Regions from separate parts of the Ovis aries genome. Here region 2 is linked to region 1. Evidence: chromatin contacts called from public Hi-C data. All regions are on one chromosome and are shown on one strand. Each heading gives the region's core, a stretch centred on a gene start, on an enhancer-like site or on the middle of the called end of the contact. The rest is flanking DNA. Distances are from core to core; before and after follow the strand shown.

Evidence for each region. Hi-C and Micro-C count contacts between places; a contact is called where the count stands out from the background.
Region 2: a contact with region 1 is called in a Hi-C map of blood, with 3 times the contacts expected there. The contact joins the promoter of RAB8A here to the promoter of KLF2 in region 1. A contact is called at or near these places in 2 of 16 Hi-C or Micro-C datasets (blood and skin fibroblasts).

Annotation. Positions count from the first base shown.
Region 1 is chr5:6,465,748-6,470,095 of ARS-UI_Ramb_v3.0, forward strand. It overlaps KLF2 (KLF transcription factor 2), which reads right to left and starts at 1,857. Exons shown (of 3, transcript XM_015095770.4): 1 at 1,688-1,857; 2 at 678-1,503; 3 at 1-158. The coding sequence starts at 1,762.
Region 2 is chr5:6,669,228-6,673,898 of ARS-UI_Ramb_v3.0, forward strand. It overlaps RAB8A (RAB8A, member RAS oncogene family), which reads right to left and starts at 2,959. Exons shown (of 8, transcript NM_001161860.1): 1 at 2,836-2,959. The coding sequence starts at 2,959.

The DNA.
Region 1 (4,348 bases), core at 607-3,106:
GTGCAGCGCCAGGTGGTCGGAGCGCGAGAAGGCACGGTCGCACAGGTGGCACTGGAAGGGCCGGTGGCCCGTGTGCTTGCGGTAGTGGCGCGTGAGCTCGTCCGATCGCGCGAACTTCCAGCCGCAGCCTTCCCAGTTGCAGTGGTAGGGCTTCTCGCCTGCAGGGAGAGGGCGAGAGCGGGTCTTAGTTTTCCTCCGGTACTCACCCCGCTGCTTAGTGGCTACTCGGGTGCGCACATCCTACCCTTAACCAGCTCTCCGAAGTGCTCCCGGCTACTTTTTGAACCCGTAGGCATCCTAGGCACAGGATCCCTCACTCCCCGGTCTCGCGATCCTCACTCCCCGGGTGTCCGAGGCGCACCCTGTCCGGACGCTCCTCGGTGTCTAGAGCCACGCCCCCAGGGGGCCCCTAAGCCTGCACTCTCTCCGCAACAGTCCGAGACACAGGGTCCCCCTAGGTTTCCTAAGTGCTCACCCCTGCCCAAAGTCCCGAGCCACGCTCCCAGGAGGATCCTAGGGGCGCACTCACGCCCCCGGTTCCCGAACCACGCCCCCAGGGGGCTTTCTAAGACCTCGCCCCCTGCCCAACCCTCGCGCTACGCCCTCTGGGGGTTCCTAAGCACGCCCTTCCGCTAGCGCGCCCCCGCAGTGGTCCCCGGCCCGTGCTCGGCGCCCACCTGTATGCGTGCGCAGGTGCGCCTTGAGGTGCGAGCTCTTGGTGTAGGTCTTGCCGCAGCCCGCGTAGCTGCAGGTGTGCGTGGCCGTGCGTTTCCGCGGCCAGGACCGGCGGCCGCGCTTGGGCTTGGCCTCCAGCAGCTCCAGCGGAGACGCAGGCGGCGTGAGGAGACCTCGGGCGGCGGGTGGCGCCAAACCCAGAGCCGCCGCGGCGGCGGCCGCGTCGTCAAAGAGACCGAAGGCGGCGGGCGCGGACGGCGCGTAATGCAGGCCGGGCCCGGGCGCGCCGAAGCCCGGGCCGCCGAAGGGAGGCGGGAAGGGGGCGCGCGGGCCGGGTGCAGGCAGGCGCGCGGGGCCATCAGGGCTGAGCGGTGGCGTGTCGGCCGGTGGCGGGGGCCGGCCCCCGGGGCCTCGCATGCACGCGGCTGCCGGGCCCGGGGCGCCTTCGCGCTTGAGGCCCCGTGGTCCGCGGGCCAGGCCGGGCGGGCAGCCGTAGCCGCCGCCGCCACCGTCCGCCTCGGGGGGCTCAGCCTTCACTAGGCGGCCCGGCGGCGCCAGCAGAAAGCGACCGTGCAGCGCGGGTCCCGGTGGCACGTCCAGTTCGGGCCGCAGCAGCTCGGACACCAAACCGCCCGCGGGGGCGCCATAGGGAGGCGGCGCGCCGGGGTCCGGGTAGTAGAACGCGGGCGGCGGGGGCGGCGGGGGCGGCGGGGGCTCCGGGGCGGACTCAGCTCCCAGGCCGTCCAGCCCCATGGACAGGATGAAGTCCAACACGTTGTTGAGGTCGTCGTCGGTGCCGCCTGCCTCGGGCTCGGTGCGCGGCCAGCGCTGCGGGTGACAGGGCGATAGGCGCGGGAGTGAGCGCGCGGTGGGGTGGGGATCGCGGCCCGCTACCCGCCTTCCATCACCCTGAGCCCGCCGTGCCTGCCGCCTGCGTTCTCCTACCCCGCAGCCCACGTTCTGCTACCCTGAGCCAGCCGCCCCCGCCGCCCGCGGTCCCTGCCGCCCTCACCTCCTGCAGGCCGCGCTCCCGGCACGGGTTAGCGAAAGTGGAGAAGGACGGGAGGATGGGCTCGCTCAGCGCCATGGCTGGGACCTGGGGCTGACGCGGACTCGGGACACCGGTGAGAGGCTGCCCGAAGCCGGGCTGGTCGGGGCGCGGGCGGGCGGGGACGGCTCTGCGGGCCGCGGCCGGGCCCGCCCAAGCCTTATAGGCGCGGCGCGCGCGGGGGCCGGGCCAAGGCGGCGGCGGCGGAAACGCGTCCCGGATGGGGACGAGCTCCGGGCGCAGCCTAAATTTAGCCGCGGTATATAAGCCGGCGGGCGGCGGCGGCGGCCGTGGCCACTGAGGCCGCCAGGGCCCTGCACGGCCGGCTCGGCCCCGAGCGCCAACAGCCAGGCCGCGCCCCCCCCCCGGGCCCGCCCCCGCCCGTCTCCCAGGCGACGGCGTCAACACACGCCGCACAACAGCAGCGTGACGCTCAGGGATCCCCGCTGTCCCTTCGTGGGCTCCCGCCTGCGTGAGGACAGGGAGGACCCGGAGCGGGGAATAGCGTCGGGGACCCGGGACTGTGAATGGACCAGGATCCCTGACGGATGGGGAGATGGGCCCCGCAGTCACAGAAGGGTCCCCCAAATCCTTGATGGATGGGGGTAACGGGTCCGGCGAGCTCAGGGTGGTGTTCCCTGGACTCATGATGGATGGAGAGACTCAGCGACTCATTTCCTTGGGACCCACCAAGCCCTGATCTACTGCTAGGTCCACCACTCTGCTCGCATGATGATACCAAGAAGTGTTAAGTTTTTGAGAGGCTCCGTCTCAAGGAAGCCCTTCAGGGAGGGGAAACTGAGATTCCGAACGTGCTGGGAGAGGCTTGAGGTCTGACAGCTGTCCACAGGCTTGGTGCCTTTTCTGACTCATGTAAGTGAAGAGACTCAAGACAAGGAATCTGACAATATAGACCCAGAACAGCGGGGCCGGTGGCAACAAACCTCCGCTGGGAGCCTCTTAAACACGGCCCCCTAGGTGCCTCACACCATGCTTGAGGACCTGCCAGGAAGGGACTGTCCCTTCTGCTGTTACTGCGTGCTGTTCTCTGTGGGCACTGGAAACGCATTTGCCAACAGGCAGACAAATCCCTGCCTTCGAGGCTTTCACTGTAATGAGGGGTGGGGGGTGGGGAGGAGATGTCAAATGAACAGCTATTTAGGGGAAAGCAGGGGCCGGAGAAGGCAATGGCACCCCACTCCAGTACTCTTGCCTGGAAACTCCCATGGACAGAGGAGCCTGGTGGGCTGCAGTCCATGGGGTCGCTAAGAGTCTGAGACGACTGAGCGACTTCACTTTCACTTTTCACTTTCATGCATTGGAGAAGGAAATGGCAACCCACTCCAGCGTTCTTGCCTGGAGAATCCCAGGGATGGAGGAGCCTGGTAGGCTGCCGTCTATGGGGTCGCGCAGAGTCGGACACGACTGAAGCGACTTAGCAGCAGCAGCAGCAGCAGCAGGGGCTGGAGATAGGTCGTGAGTGTGTGTGAGACGGGGAGAGAGAGAATGTGTGGAATTTTGAACCTCACCCAAGAGGAGATGTGTGAGTCAAGATGTGGGGGGAAGGGGAGCCAAGTGGTTATCAAAGGGAGAGTATCTCATGGTGTAACCTGGAGCCGGTATCCAGCCTTGGCCTCTTGATACCAGCACTCACATTCAGGCTTGGAGGTGTCCATGATCAGGTAGTGTCCCACAGCCAGGCGGGGAGGGGTGCAGGCAGCTCCTAACCTGAAAACCTTCCCTGGGGTCCGGAGACTTTGTCACGGATAGAGTCTGGACCCCCCCCCCCAAAGCCAGGGCCACTGCAGGGGGACCCCCTTGCCATCCCGCAGATGCCAAGAGACCCTCTTTGGGGTCCACAGTCCTGGATCCTCCCAGCTGGAAGGAGCCTCAGGGGTGTGCCATCCTATTATGATTCATCAGATTGTGGATTAGGCAAACACTTGTTGATAAGCCCTGTTTGCCAGCTGTGGGGCACCCAGAGGTGCTTTCAGTCCATCACAGTTCATGACTTCAAGTTGAGCTCCAACATGCTTCCTGCAGCCAGCCACTGTGATGGTGGAGGCTCAGCCAGCCACTGACCACTCCCTGTGTGACCTCGAACAAGTAGCTTTGCCTCTCTGAGCTCACAGAATATAATAATGCCTTACCCTCACAGGGATATTGTAAGAGTCCTGCAGATGCTTCTCCTTTGGTGGAAGTGTTGATGAGATCCTGTGGCCTTACCTGAATGGCTGATTGCTTTGTTCATTGACATGCTCTGGGCCTCAGTTTCCCCAAACGATAATGAGCGGAAGTCGAAGGGAAGCGAATTTGTTTCCCAGGTTGTGTGATTCTCAGGCAATTGCAGACCTCGGCTCAAATGGCCCCTGGGTCATCCTCCCCCTCAGAGAGGTCCTACAGCTCTCTCCAGCCCATCCCTGTTCCTTCCCTACTCTTGATTCCCTGCAGGTTCTAAACACACCAAGCACGTTACCTTGCCCCTGCCCCCCAGGCTTTGGTACTCGCTGTGCCTTCCACCAAGCCTTCAGTCCTCTCACTTTCCTCTTGCTGGGCTCTGGCTCATCTCCCACCCCCTCCTGCCTTAACGAATGAACTTTATTTTTATAGAGGAGTGTCAGGTTT
Region 2 (4,671 bases), core at 1,709-4,208, 200 kb after region 1:
CAATAGATCTACGTGGTCCTGCGTGGTTTGGCAAGCACTTTCACGTACATCATCCACCTCCCTGAAGGAATGAATGAATGGGGCTCTAAGGAGAAGCCAGGGGTTGAGCCAGGCTGAGGAGAGCTAACTCCAGGAGCCACGGGGCCACGTTCACACCACAAATGATCGATGGAGCTTATGGGAGCAGGCTTTGGCAAAAGTTAACCTGGGCAGAAAATGAACAGCCACTTAATCCCCAATCTATAAAGAAAATACAGAGGTACGCTCAGTGCCAATCGCCTCTATGCATTAGGCTGTATTTCAGGACTAAGCCACATGCAAGTGGCTTCTTAAAGCATTCTTAAAGTCTTCCTAAAACATCCCTTACTCCTGATATACACGCGTGCGTGCGCGTGTGCGTGCGTGAGTCGCTCAGTCGTGTCCAGTTCTTTGCGACCCTATGGACTGTAGCCCTCCAGGCTCCTGTGTTCACGGGATTCTCCAGGCAAGAATACTGGAGTGGGTTGCCATTCCCTTCTCCAGAGGACCTTCCCCATCCAGGGATCAAACCCAGGTCTCCTGCATTGAAGGCAGATTCTTTACTTTCTGAGCCACCAGCAAAGCCCACACACATGGGAATGAATGTATGAAATCAAGAAGCAATGTCCAATCGACAGAACCCAGAGCACCACTCTAGCTGCCTCTTGGGTTTTACTAACACACCAAATTTAATTAGGAAGTGTAAACTTTACAAGGCCTAAGAGTTATGAGGCCATAACTTCAAGGACATGGGGAATTAAATTTTCCTAGAAAATAGAGGCCAGCAGGAAGGCTACACATGTAATAAGGATCCCGGGGTGCGGGGGCGGGATTCTGGGTTTAAGTGCCACGTCCACCGCCTTAGATGACCTTGCCCAAGTGACATCCTCACCTGTAAGTGGAGGCTGGCCTCCTCAGAGACTAGATTGGGTTTTCCCGTCAAGAACTAAGAAGCAAACAAAAAACTCAACCCCCAAATTCTCACTAGGAAGGTTCTGACTCTGGGAAACCGAGGTCTGGGCTGAGAGCGAGCCACAGTCTACCAGGAGTGAATACCACTTCCTGATTGGTGGGGATGCAAAGGTAAACCCCAAAGTCTGACCTTGGTGTTAGCGAAGGGGAGGAATCAGAAGGACCTGTGTCCAGGGAAGGATGCTATCACGGTAGGAGACACTGCTTCCTCTAGATGGCCACTGACAGTGGTGAAAGCCTGCTATTCATTGGACAGCTCTGATCCTCCACCATCCAGGTGCTGGCCAAAACAGAGACACCACTCCTAAACTGAATAGACAGGGCTCGGAGAGGTGAAGTGCTTGTTCAAGGGCAAACAGCACCTGGACATCAGAATGATGAATGCCAGTCCAATTCTCTTTCCATTTGGCAGCTAAGAGTCTTGCAAAGTGCAGCTCTGGAGGAAGGCAAAGATGGAATCAGCAGCTCACTATGGGGATTAGGGAGATTGGGCACACATGGGTAAAGCAAAGCCCATTTCCTAGGTTTTTTTCCCCAACCCCTGGGCTTAGTGATCTTTCTCTCAGTTCCCCACCCCACAGCAAGGCTGCATAATTTACAGGCCATGGGCTTGATGGATGTTACTTTCAGGTCAAACCTTTTCATGTGGACAACGATCATTTTTGTGGGGTGGGGAGAAGCCAGCTCCACTTTCATGGATGTCAGAACTGAGAAGCAACAACTCTGTTCCACCACAATGTGGGTTGGCCCCGCAGGCAAGGGCTGTTCTGCAAAGTGACAACCAGGGTCCTGGGCCGAGCGATAGGGAAGTCAGGGCTGTCAGTGGCAGCGGCTGATTTTGGTTTCTCACTGAAGCTTTTATCTGGCATCCGCCTCGAGATGACAGGTCCCAGAGCAGACAGCTATCAATCGCCATTTCTGTCACCCTCGAGTGGGATGGAAGGCTGGGCACGGGCAGGGAAAGTCTCTGGACTCCCTCTCACCATTCCTTCTAGAAGAAATTCATCCATGGGGGAAACAGGTCAGGGAGAGGGGTGCAACCCCTGAATATTCCAGAGGAAAGAAGAGATGTCTGGGTTGGAGTCCTGGCTTTGAGATGGATCAGCTGTGCTTGTCCTGGGGGTGAGTGCTCCCATCTCTCTGGGATGGTTGAGCCTTGATTTCTGGGTTCAGACATAAAGCGAAAGTGAAGCCGCTCAGTCCTGTGCAACCCCATGGACTGTAACCTATCAGGCTCCTTCGTCCATGGGATTTTCATAGGTATCTGGGAACAAATACCATTTTTGCCACCCGTAGACGGTGTGACCACAGGCAAGTCTAGTGTGCTCTGTGAGCCTCAAATTCCTCATTTGTGAAATGAACTAGTAACAGGACCTAATACAGAGCATTCGGAAGTGTGATAATGCACCATAAAGCGCCTGGCACACAGTAAATGCATAATAAGGTCAGATGTCACTTGTTGCTGTCCTTTCCCCATGGACAAATTCTCCATGCCTGTTTCCAATTAGTAAGACGAGGAAACCAAAAACTGCTTCAAGGGCTGCTGCAAAGACAGAACAAGACGACGGGGGCCAAGACCTCAACCAGGACATATACTCCCTGAGCAGGCTGAGGGTTGGGGCCTCAGTCTTCCTATCTGCAAAATGGGCACCTGGTCCCCACTCCCTCCCATGTCCGGGGAACCCCCAAACGATGATGCAGGCGACTGCTCTTTAACCCTCTGCCTCCCTTAGATCCTCTGAGATCCCTGGTCCATCCCGCCCGGCCGCTCCCTCAGCCCCAGCTCCTCAGGGGCGCGCCCGGCCCGGGCCTCTTGCGCCCCCGGCCGCTCCCCAGCCCCGCTACCTATGGTGGAGATGAAAGTGGAGTTGAAGGCGTCCTCGGAGAAGCGGAACAGGACACAGGTCTTCCCCACCCCCGAGTCCCCGATCAGCAGCAGCTTGAACAGGTAATCGTAGGTCTTCGCCATATTACACTCTCTCCCCGACGGGAAGTGCTGCTAGCGCCTCTCCACTGGCCGCTAGCCCCGTCCATCAGCGCCGATCCCGCCCCCGATTGGCTCCTGGCCCGACCCGCGTCACCGCGGCCGACGCCAGCCCCCGCACCCCCGCCCGCCTCGGGAAGACGTGGGGAAGGGGCGAACTGGGCGCAGAGCCGGAAGCGACCCAAACACGCCGCTCATTGGCCGGCGCTCAGGATAAGGCGGGCTGCGATTGGCCAGTGGTGAGACGTCAAGGAGCTTCAAATACGGACAGGGAGGAGGCGTGGCATCCCCTGTCCCCGCCTTCTTCCCTTGACTCTGGGGCGACCCCGCCCCACGATGGGATGGGGATAAGCTGGGAGCTTGGTCAACGGCTTCGCGCGCCCTCAAACCAGGGGCTGGTCTGGAGCTTGTGCGCACGCGCGCCGGGAAGACCGTTGGTGCCAGCAGAGGGCGCACGCGCGTGGGGTCGCTGGCGCCCGCGTTCCAAGACCCGCGCAGCCTCAGTTGGTGCTCGGACAAGTGCTGGGAGGCAGCGTGGCTGTGATGGTGCGGTGTGGAGACGTCGGCGTCGTTCCAGGGGAGCCAAAGAGCAAAGGAGAACAGGGGCGCAGTGATAGTCGAAGCGAGGTCCCCTGGAGACCTGCTGAGGGACCTCGGCGCTGGCCAGGGGACCTACCTAGAGACACCCAGACCTCATTCACCAAGCTGCGCCCTGAGGCCTGCAGGACTCCTCAGGACCGGCCCACAAACCTGTTTAGAACCAAGTCTTACCCGGAGCCTCGCCCGCGGCAAACCAATCAGCTCTTTGAGGCGCACCTGGGGGCTTCGGACCCCTCTGAAGGAGTTAGCGCAGTGTGAATTATAGGGAATACTTAACAGGCGTTGGCTCTGTGCCTGCCAGTGTTGTCAGCATTTTCAGTGTTTTATCCCCACCCCGACTTCCCTGGTGGTAAAGCGTCCGTCTACAATGCGGGAGACCAGGGTTCAATCCCTGGGTTGGGAAGATCCCCTGGAGAAGGAAACGGCAATCCACTCCAGTATTGGTTTGGCCTCCAAACCGAGGCCAAATAGGTTAAGTGACTTTCCCAGGGTCTGAACCAGGTAGGCCGGATTTTGAACTCAAAAGAACCAGCTTTAGAGGTTGAGGTCTTTTTTTTTTTTTTTTTGGTCTGCACCATGTGGCTCAAACGGTAAAGAATCTGCCCGCAATGCGGGAGACCTGAGTTCGATCGCTGGCTGGGGAAGATCCCCTGGAGGAGGAAATAACAACCCACTCCAGTATTCTTGCCTGGAGAATCCCCGTGGACAGAGGAGCCTGGAGGGCTACAGTCCATGGGCTTGCACAGAGTCGACCTGACTTGAGCAACTTACACACACACGTACATGTTGCGTGTGTAGACCTTGGATCCCTGACCGGGTATGCCTCTGCAGTGGGAGTGCAGATCCTTAACCACTGGGTCGCCAGGGAAGTCTGGAGGCTGCGGTCTTGATCACGATGTTTTCCTGCATCGTTGAGATGAGCCATGGCGACCACTTGCAGGGCTTCCCTGGCGGCTCAGAGGATGAAGCGTCTGCCTGCAATGCAGGAGACCCGGGTTCGATCCTTGGGTTGGGAAGATCCCCTGGAGAAGGAAACGGCAACCCACTCCAGTATTCTTGCCTGGAGAATCCCATGGACAGAGGAGCCTGGCGGGCTA